2 separate regions of the Zea mays genome follow, and region 2 is linked to region 1. The links are chromatin contacts, called in public Hi-C maps. All regions are on one chromosome and are shown on one strand. The core of a region is the stretch at or near the end of the contact, and the rest is flanking DNA. Distances in the headings are between cores, read along the strand shown.

What was found. A called contact is a pair of places that touch in the nucleus more often than the background predicts.
Region 2: a Hi-C map of ear shows a contact between it and region 1, with 2.0 times the contacts expected there. The contact joins the promoter of LOC100284561 here to the promoter of LOC109940203 in region 1. A contact is called at or near these places in 3 of 25 Hi-C or Micro-C datasets (ear, leaf mesophyll and root tip).

What each region holds. Positions count from the first base shown.
Region 1 is chr6:126,215,489-126,221,702 of Zm-B73-REFERENCE-NAM-5.0, forward strand. LOC109940203 reads right to left here and starts at 2,039. Exons shown (of 4, transcript XM_020539470.2): 1 at 1,875-2,039; 2 at 1,667-1,803; 3 at 1,261-1,342; 4 at 267-904. The coding sequence starts at 1,679. The coding sequence ends at 625. LOC109940202 (pentatricopeptide repeat-containing protein At3g61520, mitochondrial) reads right to left here. Exons shown (of 4, transcript XM_035960145.1): 4 at 5,062-6,214.
Region 2 is chr6:126,424,553-126,430,754 of Zm-B73-REFERENCE-NAM-5.0, forward strand. It overlaps LOC100284561 (mitochondrion protein), which reads left to right and starts at 2,905. Exons shown (of 11, transcript NM_001157456.2): 1 at 2,905-3,051; 2 at 3,161-3,219; 3 at 3,428-3,512; 4 at 3,903-4,050; 5 at 5,296-5,508. The coding sequence starts at 2,957.

The DNA of each region.
Region 1 (6,214 bases), core at 789-3,288:
TCACACAGGGACGAAGTGTGGTTGGAGTGTTGACCGGGTGATGGCCCCGTGAGACAAGGCAAGGCCAGTTTGGCCGTTTGGAGGGAGTCTAGTTTGACCCGATCGAGAGTTTTAACAACCCCCGGCGGGTGGGTCTTGGCATGTAGCATGTGCGGTTCCGTACTAATTTGGTCGCCGTCGTCGTCGGGGGCTTTCTTTGGAATTCTTGGCTCGTTGCTTGCATTGCATGGCGATCAAGCTCGTCCCTCGTTTGGTCAGAGTTTTCACCTTGGGGGTGTTTCTCCAGGTCAAATTTCAGTACCGGCGCCATTTCCACGAAGGCGCTCTAGAGGCCGGGTCGTTTAATCCTCCATCGCAAAGTTCCCAGAGTTCCAGGGCTGCACGGCAGATTCTATCAGAAAACTGTTAGACCACTTCCGGACGGCAGGTACCCTGCCTACAGCTACAGGTGAAGAGTAGACCATGGTATAGGCCAAAATCGTGTGGCGTTTTGACCATGCCTGTGTACATAAGATTTGACTATAAATTCCTAGTACCAATCAATTATCCAGCTAGGTCAAGCATGTAGTAGTAGGCAACCGCAACTAGCCAGTTACACTTCGATCAAGAGACAGATCATACTGGCTAGTCTTGCACAACTCTCTCGGTCCTACTACTGCCTACGCGATGTGCCCTGAATTTCGTCGTCGCGTGCTGCACGGCTTTGGCCCGGCGCGACGGAGACGTGGAGCTCTGATCTTGGTCGCAGGCTCGCAGCAAGGCAGGCGCCAGGCAGGCAGGAAGGCCGGCCTCACGAGGCACATTCTTCTTGTTCCAACTTCCGAGAAAACAAAATACCCGAGTAAACTGTAGCAGTCCAGGGTCCAGACCAGAGGGAGCCTCCGTCATTGTTCCAGTCCAAACCCTGCGCGACAGGTATATTGCAGGTCACAACTGTAGCCCTTCGCCACCAAAAAGAAAAAAAAAAGAGTCTCATACTGTAGTGTAGCTAGCTGTGTGTCTCAACATGAGGGTATACAGTCAGCTACCCAGCAGCAACGGCATCCATATTAGGCAGAACACAAACCTACGACGAACACTTCAAATTAAAGGGGGACGCAATCACGCAAAGGCAGTGACTTGTACGGCTCCCCGTCTTGCTCCTTATTGGCCCGTCATTACGGCACGAGTTCCTTCCATCAGAACTATTATACCAACATCGAAACGCCCGGCTGAACTGTACAAACAAGGGAATTCTTCTAGCTCCAGAAAGTTACATACAGTTGACTGGACTCAGTTCTGGTTCCTTCCGACAAATTGAAGGGCGCTAGCTGCTTGGTTGTCAACTTGGCTTGCCACCTCCCTGCATGACAGGCAACGCATAAAAGTAAGCACATCTTAGAATCTAAACCCAGCGGTTGAATACACCACCCTGACCGCATTTGACACGGTGCTTCAGGATACGTTCTGAACATGAACTGCAGTTGACGAGGTCTATGAAACGAGATCTCTTTCACTGACCACAACCGCAGATCACACCCAAGTTGGAAGGGATGAAACCCTGTCAAGCCAACCTGGTTTCGTCTGAACCTTCACCGCTTATACACAAGTGTGTGTGTATATATAGCTCATGAATTTCCAGCAGGAGAGAGAGAGAGAACTGGCAGGAGCGAGCCCACATACATACCTGGACAAGTCATCAGCTGACGAAAAATGTGCACACCACCGACGGCCTTGCCATGGTTCCAGTCTACATTCGATCTCTGCTCCAGTTTGAACTGTCGTCCGTGGTGCTGGAGTTCTCCTTTTTTTGCTGGTCCTGCCCTGCAGAAGATGAGCTCACACGTTACTCCTGGGATTTTACAACGTTTGAACATGATACAGATTTTGCTCACCTGTATAGGGAGAGAGCTGTGGCCTGTGTACTGCTGCATGAGTTGTCGCTCTGAGGCGTGATTTGTGTCAGAAGTGCACCCAAACTAACAGCGATGATGTTCAGTTTGTTGACATTTGGAAGGCTAAGACTCTGGTATGTAGCTCTGACATCCACATGAGAATTTTCTTACGGTACCTCGCATGCACAGCTCTTGGAAAGTAGGCAAACAAGAGAAGAAAAATTTTCTTGTTTCAGTCTCTTAACTGTACGGTGTACAGCACCTCTTCCAATTTCTTGAGTTAGGCCTAACATCAACATGAGCTTAGGCTATCTCCAGCAGCTTACTCATCCCCGTACCATATTCAAACTCTAATCTACGAACAATGCAGTATACAGTGCACAACGGTACAAAACAGAGTTTTGGTTGACTATATAAGTGAACTGCTTGACACTCTTATTAAATTGTAACTATTCAGAAGCTCTGAGTTATGCTTGGAAGTTTGCACATAGGCTTTGCTAATAGAAGTGTGGCCAGGCTGCAACAAAACAGTACACCATCTGCGATGTCGCCATCGCCGCCACACAGGAACGTCGGTCCCTCGCCGCCACCACAGTACACTTTCCCGGCAGCCACGTGCAAAAGGGCGCAACAAAACAGCCTAGCATATCTGTACTAACTATTAAGGACGCATTGTAGACTGCCCCCGCCTGCGCGAAACGCCCGTCGCTCCGCCTGCCCGCCGCTCCTCAGGCTCCGCGAATCCCACGCCTCCCCCCGCCGCGAATCCCGCCACCACCCGCAGCCCGCCCGCACCCGGCCTGCCCGCCGCTCCTCAAGCTCCCGCGAATCGCCCGCCGCTCCTCAAACTCCGCGAATCCCGCGCCTCCCCCGCCGCGAATCCCACCCGCACGCCCGCCCGCACCCCGCCTCACCTCTTCCGGCAGGTACGAACTGTTCTCCTCTGTTGCCATTGCTCGGACCACAAGTTCTTGAGTGTTAGGGTTACTTCCTTGCCTTCTTCCTCATGCGCCCCTCCACCATTGGCTTCTTCCTCGCGTGCCTCCCCTCTCCCTCCATTATTTGGGACTGGATGGTCCCAGACGGCGCTCCGCAGGCTACATGCCGACTGTGGGGCACGTTCAGCTTCTCAAAGTCGTTTGTGTGGTACCCAGGATGCATCGGCGCCGTCCAAAGTCTCTGCTTCTTCCCTGACAGCAGGTTCCGAAACGCGGCTGAGGCTGCCGACTTCGTGCACATACACCGGGTATAGAGGGAGGTGGATGTGTTCGAGGAGGTGGTCGGCGCCACGTTCAGGCCCAACGGCGAGGCGCTGTTCGTAAGCATCGCAAACCGCATCTACTATGCTCCACGGGCGGGACCTGTCGCCCCCATTGCCTCTCCTCAGCAGTTCCTCCTGTCAACATCTATTGTTTCGCCAGTTCTCTAACAAATTGAATGCCTATCTTCCAAGTTAGCAACGAGTCATCCCCACCTCATACCAGGAAAGGCACACCCTGACTCCTAACAAAAGCTGCTCCTTATGTTTTTTACCCAATTCCTTAGCAAACTTCAGTATTCATCTGATTAACTTGGTTTTGCTTACAGATAGATCCACTTAAATATGGAGATGGCTAATTGTGTTAGCGCTAAGCCACATGTATTCTTCTTTGAAATAAGTTAAGGTGGTTTTTCAATCGGCTTAATTTAATCAGATAATGAAGAGCTTATTAAAAAAACACCTTACCTTGCATTGTACTGTGAATCTTCTATGTTAGATGACATGGTGTATACAATTTATTACTGAAACACGTGTCTGGAATAATCTTTGTATACTCCACTGGAATCAGCTCGTAACGTTTTTCAGATGTCAAAGCTTGGTTGTTTCAACAAAATCAAAATTGGATCTATAACTTCAATTCTTCTATCTTCTACATCATATAACTCAAATCTAGAGTTGCGAACATCTGATTCCTTTGTTTTTCTAATTTGCTACTTAGGATAAAATGATGAAAAAATAGACTTACTCAATATCTAAGGATCTAAGATATTGGTTTTTGAATCATGTCGTTTGGAAACCTGAACTTGACAAATTAGTCAACCAAACTGAGCTTGAACACAGTGTAGAATTTTAAGAATGGTTCACCTAGATAGCAAGTTATTGTCTGCCGTGGAGTGTCTGATGTGCTCCGACGACGTTGATTGCCTTTGCTCCCAAGCACGCCTCGACAACAACCGTGTCGCCTGCCTTCCGCCACGCGCACCGCAGGAAGGACCCATTGTGCACTTCCTCATTGCCGTCAATCTCCAGGTGCACCCCCGCCATGGACAAGGAGGTGTGTGATGTCTATGAGAAACATGAAAGGAAAAATGATTCTTTTTCTATATAGCAAGCAATTATTGTTTAGTTAGAATTGTTTGTAATTGTGTGCTCAGAAACTGTGATTTAATGTTGCTCTTCCCTAAGCACTCATTACAGCAAACAATGAATTCCATGGAGAGTAAGAACGATCATAAAAAAGACCCAGACATTTTTTTGTAATGTGGCTCTATATTTTTTGCGGCCTTCAAAACCAGTATTTTGATGCTTTGATTGGAGGACCTGTTCTTGGAATTTATATATTTTTCCCTTTTCTACTTTGACACTTCATGTTCATTTTATAGAATTGGAGGCAATTTCAGTGAGAAATTGTGTTCTCATTAACAATGAAAATGGCTACTTTTTACCTGGTCTTTTAGGCTGTCTTCGCTACTAATTTTTTGCTGTCACTTTGGAAACTATTTCAAAAGTTCTCTCCTTTTGGAGGTAGACATTGCATATTCAACAATGAAGGTATCGAGTTCCACAACATTAGCTTAATGTTGTATATTTGATTTTTTTCTCCTACATTTATTTTTAAGATTCACAATCCAAGTGCACTTGTAACAATAGCCATAATGTAGCTTCATTGTGCGAATATTGTCTCTTCTAAAGAACTTTTTTGAACTCTTGGGGATTAAGTAATTAGCTGCTATAGTAACCGGGAACTGGGAACTTGGCCACGTTCCTCGTTCCGGGAACGTGGGAACAATCTCGTTCCAATAGTGTTAAATCCTAGTTTTTGTAGCGTTCCGCGTACCACGTTCCCGTTCCTCGATCCCATCGATCCGGGAACCTGGTCTGCTGCTTAACAACATATGTAGATGAATAACCTATTGACTCTGTCTATGCAGATAAAAAAAGGTGCTTGCCAATTGCCATTATGAGTTGAAGGAGTACATAATTGACGCTATTGGAGAAGGGGAACAAAACACTATGCTTGATAGAAAACTGTCCTATGGGTTGATATATTCAGTATTCAAATAATACAACCAAAACTTTCTTCTCCTAGCAAGTCATTGTCTGCCGTGGAGTGACTGATGTGCTCCGGCGACGTCGATTGCCTTTGCTCCCAAGCACGCCTCGACAACAACTGTGTCGCCTGCCTTCCGCCACGCGCACCGCAGGAAGGACCCATTGTGCACTTCCTCATCACCGTCAATCTCCAGGTGCACCCCCGCCATGGACAAGGAGGCGTGTGATGTCTATAAGTAACATGAAAGGAAAAATGATTGTTTTTCTATATAGCAAGCAATTATTGTTTAGTTAGAATTGTTTGTAATTGTGTGCTCAACGACTGTGATTTAATGTTGCTCTTCCCTAAGCACGCATTACAGCAAACAATGAATTCTATGGAGAGTAAGAACGATCATAAAAAAGACCCAGCCATGGCTCTGTATTTTTTGTGGCCTTCAAAACCAGTATTTTGATGCTTTGGTTGGAGGACCTGTTCTTGGAATTTATATATTTTTCCCTTTTCTACTTTGACACTTCAGGTTCATTTTATAGAATTGGAGGCAATTTCAGTGAGAAATTGTGTTCTCATTAACAATGAAAAATGGCTACTTTTTACCTGGTCTTTTAGGCTGTCTTCGCTACTAATTTTTTTGCTGTCATTTTGGAAATTATTTCAAAAGTTCTCTCCTTTGGAGGTAGACATTGCATATTCAACAATCAAGGTATCGAGTTCCACAATATCAGCTTAATGATGTACATTTGATTTTTTTTTTCTCCTACATTTCTTTTTAAGATTCACAATCCAAGTGCACTTGTAACAATAGCCATAGTGTAGCTTCATTGTGCGAATATTGTCTGTTCTAAAGAACTTTTTTGAACTCTTGGGGATTAAGTAATTAGCTGCTTAACAACATATGTAGATGAATAACCTATTGACTCTGTCTGTGCAGATAAAAAAGGTGCTTGCCAATTGCCATTATGAGTTGAAGGAGTACAGAATTGACGCTATTGGAGGAGAAGGGGAACAAAACACTATGCTTGATAG
Region 2 (6,202 bases), core at 1,655-4,154, 210 kb after region 1:
TGTGCCTTCTTAAGAATAGTTTATGCCTTTATGGGTTTGTTATAATTTAGAATAAAAGAAATACTATATATCATACAGAAACTAATACATCTTATAATTTAGAATAAAAGAAAGACGATATATCATAAAGAAAAACTAATACATCTTACAATTTAGAATAAAAGAAAGACTATATACCGATACATTTTTTTCCCGGCGCTGATGATGGCTATATTATATGATTTTGCAAAATATAAGTACTCCCTCCGTTTCTTTTTATTTGTCGCTGGTTAGTGCAATTTTACACTATCCAGCGACAAATAAAAAGAAACGGAGGGAGTAGCTAACAACACAATGCAAAAGTCACTGTGCTATCCGTGAGTAACCCGCGTCGTTACATCAACTTTAACTTGTCGCATCATATCTTGTATACACCGAATCGAGAAAATTCGGATATTGAACATGCATGGCCATCGTCGTCCTGTATATATCATGTGTCATCGTCGGCTACCTGCTGGACTCTATTTTCCTTGGAGCTGGTTGATCACAATTCACAAGTGCCATCGGCTCACGTCTCCAAGTGACTAATTAAATATGATCGACAGTACGGCACTGGCCAAAATGGACAGAACATGGTTGAGTTAGTGCTGAGACCAGACAGAGTATCGTACGTGCCTTTTTGGACTATATATATATCCACCACTTTCTGTTTTTTTTTTACTTTTGGACGAAATTTATTTAAAGGGAAAAGAACAACAATAATGGGTCAGGTATAACAAATTCAGGCCACCTTTAGACAGGAATATGAATTACATATATATGTGCATGTGCTTGAAGAGCAGGAATCCTTTCAGGACGCATGCATATCGTTCAGCTTTTGGCCACTTTTTGTACCTGAAATTTAAACATCGAATGGGAACTCCTTTTGGCCACTTTTTGTTTCGCCACTGAATATTCTGTGACAGCTAAATGCTTATATATATATATATATATATATATATATATATATATATATATATATATATATATATATATATATATATATATATTTGGTTCCTGATTAATTTTTGGCGTAAAATAACTATACTAACTTTCGCATCGCATAGTTAGTCTTCAAACACGATGATGAAACTGTGCAAGCTAGCTAGTGGGCATAGATGACGGGTCAATTTGCTACGGAGGATCGGATGTCCAGTTTGATGCCAACTCTGGTCGTCCGGAAATGGCTGCATACATGCAGCTCTGAGAAAGTTCAGAAACTAGGCCTCTCCCTTCCCGCTGGCCGCCGCTTGCATTGCATTGAAGCACTTGACGGATCTATGTTAGTTCAAAATCTATTGGATTATATAACCCGAATATATTATAATCTCAAACAAACATCCTCTAAAGCAACATTGATTGACAAATTAAAAGCGCTTGCCCAGCGGGTGCTACAAACTGCTAGTGGGTGGGTGGTCCGAGTCCAAGACCTAGCAGGAGTCATCCAAATTTGTTTCGAGAACATCGATCGGCGCCCGGATTTGAAGTGGGAATTAAGAACTCGAACATGCATGGACGACTATCTAGCTATCTTTTAAGTAATAAGAGCATCTCCAAGAGACTAGCTAAATAGCTTGTCAAGCTAAATTTTAGCTAATTAATAGCATAATAGCTCTCCAACAGAGTAGCCATTTAACTTGCTAAGCTATCTGACTCTCTAAATTAACTCCATCACTAGCCAAATTTGTCTAGCAACTCTCGCTAATCAAGCTAAATTATATTTTGGAGAGTTTGTTGGAATGAGATGTTATATATAGAGTTTAATATTTATGGAGAGACAAATAAAAACTCAAATAGAGAGTAAAAAATAAAGAGTCTTTTGAAGATGCTCTAAGGCCTCGTTCGGCTTCGCAGGAACGACATAGAACATGGCCTGTTCCACCCGGAATTATTTGATCTGGATTTAAATCAGAACCAATCTAAAATAGTTGTTCGGATAGATCTATTCCGTAATAAAACCAGATTATTCCAGAATGAAACCAGAGCTTTTTACCCACTCAACGATTTGGATTAGAGCCACACCTATAATCACCCGGAATCAAACCAAATCAAGCCTAAGTAAGGAAAAAAAAGAGGAAGAGGAAGAAAAAACATGGCTAATTAGAAAATAAATAAAAGCGAAGCAAGCAGTACAACCTGGGAGCTGGAATCCCATTAGCGAGCGGTTCCCGGCCGGCCAGTGCAGCTAGCTCCACCACCGCCGTGCATATGACTGTCTTGTCCCATCCTATTGTTCTCACCATGCATCTGCACGTACTACTATTCAGCAGCCTCGTGTTCTATAAAGCGCGAGATGTGGCATATTTTTCAGAAACGCTAGCTGCTCGGCTTTTAGGTGCCCGGCCGGTTTAATTATATTGGAGACGAAATATATATACCCAATTAAGCACAAACACATTGCTGTTTGTTGTGGCCTCCAGCCTAATTAACCACTTCGCTAGTGGCGCCACGTCGGCAAAAGCGTGCGTGCGCCATGCATGCTGGCCTGGCTAGCAGCACCATTAGCTCCACGTACTGATGGCGGACGGTCGCGATTGAGATGCCTGTTCAACTGATTAATTAATAGTGCGTACGTAGTAGATTCAGGAAACAATAATCTCTCTGTCCAGTTTGCTTTATTTCTTTAATTAATTACCTCAACGTGCATTCAGGCAGGCATGGATTAACTTAACCAGCTAGGCGTAGACGCTCAGGCTCAGCTGTGTACTGGTACTCTAGTCATGGTGCCAAGGCCGAGATGCATAGTTACATAGAGCCCATACTCAACTTCTTGACGAGGCCCATCAGCTCACCACCAGCCCATGTCCGACTCTCTACGAGGGTAGTCAGAGTCAGCAAGATTGTTGCGGGCCGGGGCCGCGCCGACAGCCTCTCAACAAGTTTGTTCGAGCCGATTCGTTCCAACTTCCAAGGGTTTTAGCGGCAGCGGCAGCCGGAGATGGGGGAGCGGGCGAAGGAATGGCTCCTCGCAGCAGGCGCCGGCGCCGCCGTCGGCGCGCTCTCTGCCGCCGCTGTCATCGATCTTCTCTCGAGGTAACCGGCCCAACTTCTTCCTGCCCTGTCCCCCACGCCCAAGCTGGGCCTGGACCTGGACGCCACAGAGCGTTCTGCTGACGCTTTGCTTCGTTTTTCGATGTCGCAGATCCAAGCGGAGAGAGAGGTACGCGCGGGACCTGCTGGAGTCCAATGGAATGACGACTGGTACGCGTGCAGTGCAGTTGCCTCCTGTTGTGAGTTAAGCAGTAGGATCGATAATTGTGTGTGGATCCTGTCGTCTTGGGAAAATGACCGCAAATTTGCAATTTAATACATGCCTTGTGTTTCTGTTGTGGAAATCGCTGGTTGTTGCCGATCTTTGGTTGTGCATTCCAAAGTTCTGGTATCTTCAACTGTTTGCTTCTTCAATCAGGGAACACTCGGTCCAGCAAGCACCTGGGCTCTCTTGGTAGCTCGGCTCTTCTCTCTGATGAAGTGGTCTCTGAACAGCTTACAAGGTTTGCACTCATTGGTTTCTTTCCTTAGTGAAGTTCTCTACGGAGAGAGTCCCTAGCTATAAACCGTCTATTGCTGTCTGTTTGATTGACCTAGTTAGTTGCCGTTTCATACTTACACTCTGCAACCAGATAATTCCACATTTTGTTGCTTCATATGCTACTTGTTGCTGCTATCAATCAATTATGCTTTTCACCATTTGATTCTATATTCCTGTGTACAAAGTGGAATGCATAGCTTACTATTAGCAGTTAAGTTCTTGATTTTCACTACAAACTAAACGTTTGCCACATTCTCTAATGCGCTGAGTACCTTGAGCCGAATATGCTCAGGATATTTCTGTTTTCATGCTGTGTTTCTGATTACCAAAATCTGTTACTATTGTAATGTAGGAATATACAATTTTTTGGCATGGACTCTCAGAAGAAAGTGACTGAATCCTATGTTGTGGTTATTGGTCTTGGAGGGGTTGGCAGTCATGCAGCATCAATGCTCCTGAGATCTGGTGTTGGCAGGTTGCTTCTTGTGGATTTTGATCAGGTGTGGATTTCATTGTGTTTCAGAGTTGGATACATTGTATAGTTATGAAAACTTGGATGTGCTTAGATTTTCTTTTTGTTCTCTACGTAGTTAGAAATGTGTCTAGCTAAACATAGCTCATGGTCTAGCAACAAAAAATCTTGTTCGGTTTTGAAGGATTTAACTAGCACTGAGAAAAAAAACTTCTTTTTGACTAAGATTCATATTCTATGCCAATCATATATTTTTTTCCTCGAACATGCAAGAGAGTTGTGTATCTGTATAATAAGAGAAATAAAAGAAACAATAAGAAAACATCTTCTCATCTTGGATTATAGTGAGGGATGTAGAAACTTAAAAATAAAAATTACATCTTACAGGCAGGGAGGACCAGACCCTACTAGAAATCCAGCTAGACCAACAATCTGCCTAGGTTCAGGGCAGTCAGCCCTTTAGACCCAGCTAGTTGCCATAAAGGGATCTCATTCTTGACCTCCTGCACAACAATTTGAATGGAAGGGGCAGCTCAATCAAAGACACAAGCATTACGATGCTTCTACAGGACCTAAGTTCCTAGAATGATCAGAGAATTCAGACCTTTCTTCTGCTGTTTCTGGACTTTCTTCGAGGATTTACGCCACCAATCTAAAAGGATCTGGACCTACTGCTAGGCACCAAGGTCGACCAATCTAGAGGTTGCAGGATGCTGTACCAAAACTGTCTAGCAAAAATACACGAAGTTAGAATATGTTGTACAGTCTAACTCAAAACAGATTCTCATCTCATGTCCTCAATGGTTGAAGTGCCATCTGAACAAAGTATTCTAAACTTATCTGAAGAGAATAATAACTGCAAAACCAGTTTTCTTCTAAACAATTAAACAAACTTTCTCTAAAGTTGCTTTTGATTAATCCACATGGTTCATACAACCACTTAAGCAGTTCACACTCTTTAGTTTTTTATTGAATTGTCAACACATTAAAAAAAATATTTGGTTCATTTTAATGGGATGCATGGTCATATGGTGGATTGTGGATTCATTTTCATATCCTTAACCATATCAGATCGAGAATCATGGAATCATCTAGTTGGTCCTCTGCATTATTAATTAAAACTAGGACAATTTTGTAACCATGCAAAGTATACTAAGTGGCTTTTTACAGTTGTACTTGTACCGAATGGGTGGGTGAACATTACAATTTTATAAGTGACATCTTGCATTTATAATAGGTAAGCATTAACAAGGCACTCATGATATGTTGAAAGGTATCACTCTCATCACTAAATCGGCATGCTGTGGCAACCAGAGATGACGTTGGAACTTCAAAAGCGTTGTGCCTCAAGAAGCATTTTTCAATGATATACCCAGAGTGCCAAATAGATGCAAAAGTGCAATTGTATGATGCATCGTCTGAGGAGGAAATTCTTTCTGGACAGCCTGACTTTGTTCTTGATTGCATAGATAACATTGATACCAAGGTAACAAATACTAGCATTGAAACTTCAGCTTTCATTTTTCTGTAGGTGCAACCCCCAACTTTATGTTACCCCGATCCTCCTTTTTGTACTGGTAGTTATAGGTTGCAAGTTCTTGCATGTACTAGTTTCCTTCTTAGATTTAGAGGTCATGGCTGGCTTGCATGTTATGTAACTCCTTAATGAAAAATGTACTCTGCACGTTTTCCAGAAAAATTGAAAATACATAGGTTCTTCCATGCATTTTATGCTTAGATACAGTATGCAGGTATGACTGTGCTTTAAATCTTCTCTGCATGTTCTTTTTTGCTTTGCTTGGGACTAAAAGGTTCTGTTGGTGTTACCAACTTAATACTCTGTGCAGCACCACATGCATTGAGTTTGATGAAAGACTGGCTTGGCAGCAGTAGTAGTTCCATTGATTGACAAACTAGTTCCTATGTAAACTCAAATTTCTCTTACATCTGTATTCTGATGATCAAGCTACACAATGGCACCCTGCATAGACGGTTGAAACCTGTTTTTAGCCCGAATGTATCATTGAACATTTGTTAGCTTGTCGATGTTTTCTCCATTAAAAAAGTCTCGGCCGGTGGGGAAAGACCGCCCCACAGTATCATATTAAGAAGCTCAAACTGAGCTTGACCAAGAAAGGTCACGAAAGCTGCCACCCCCCTCCCCTGTGCAACATGAGGGT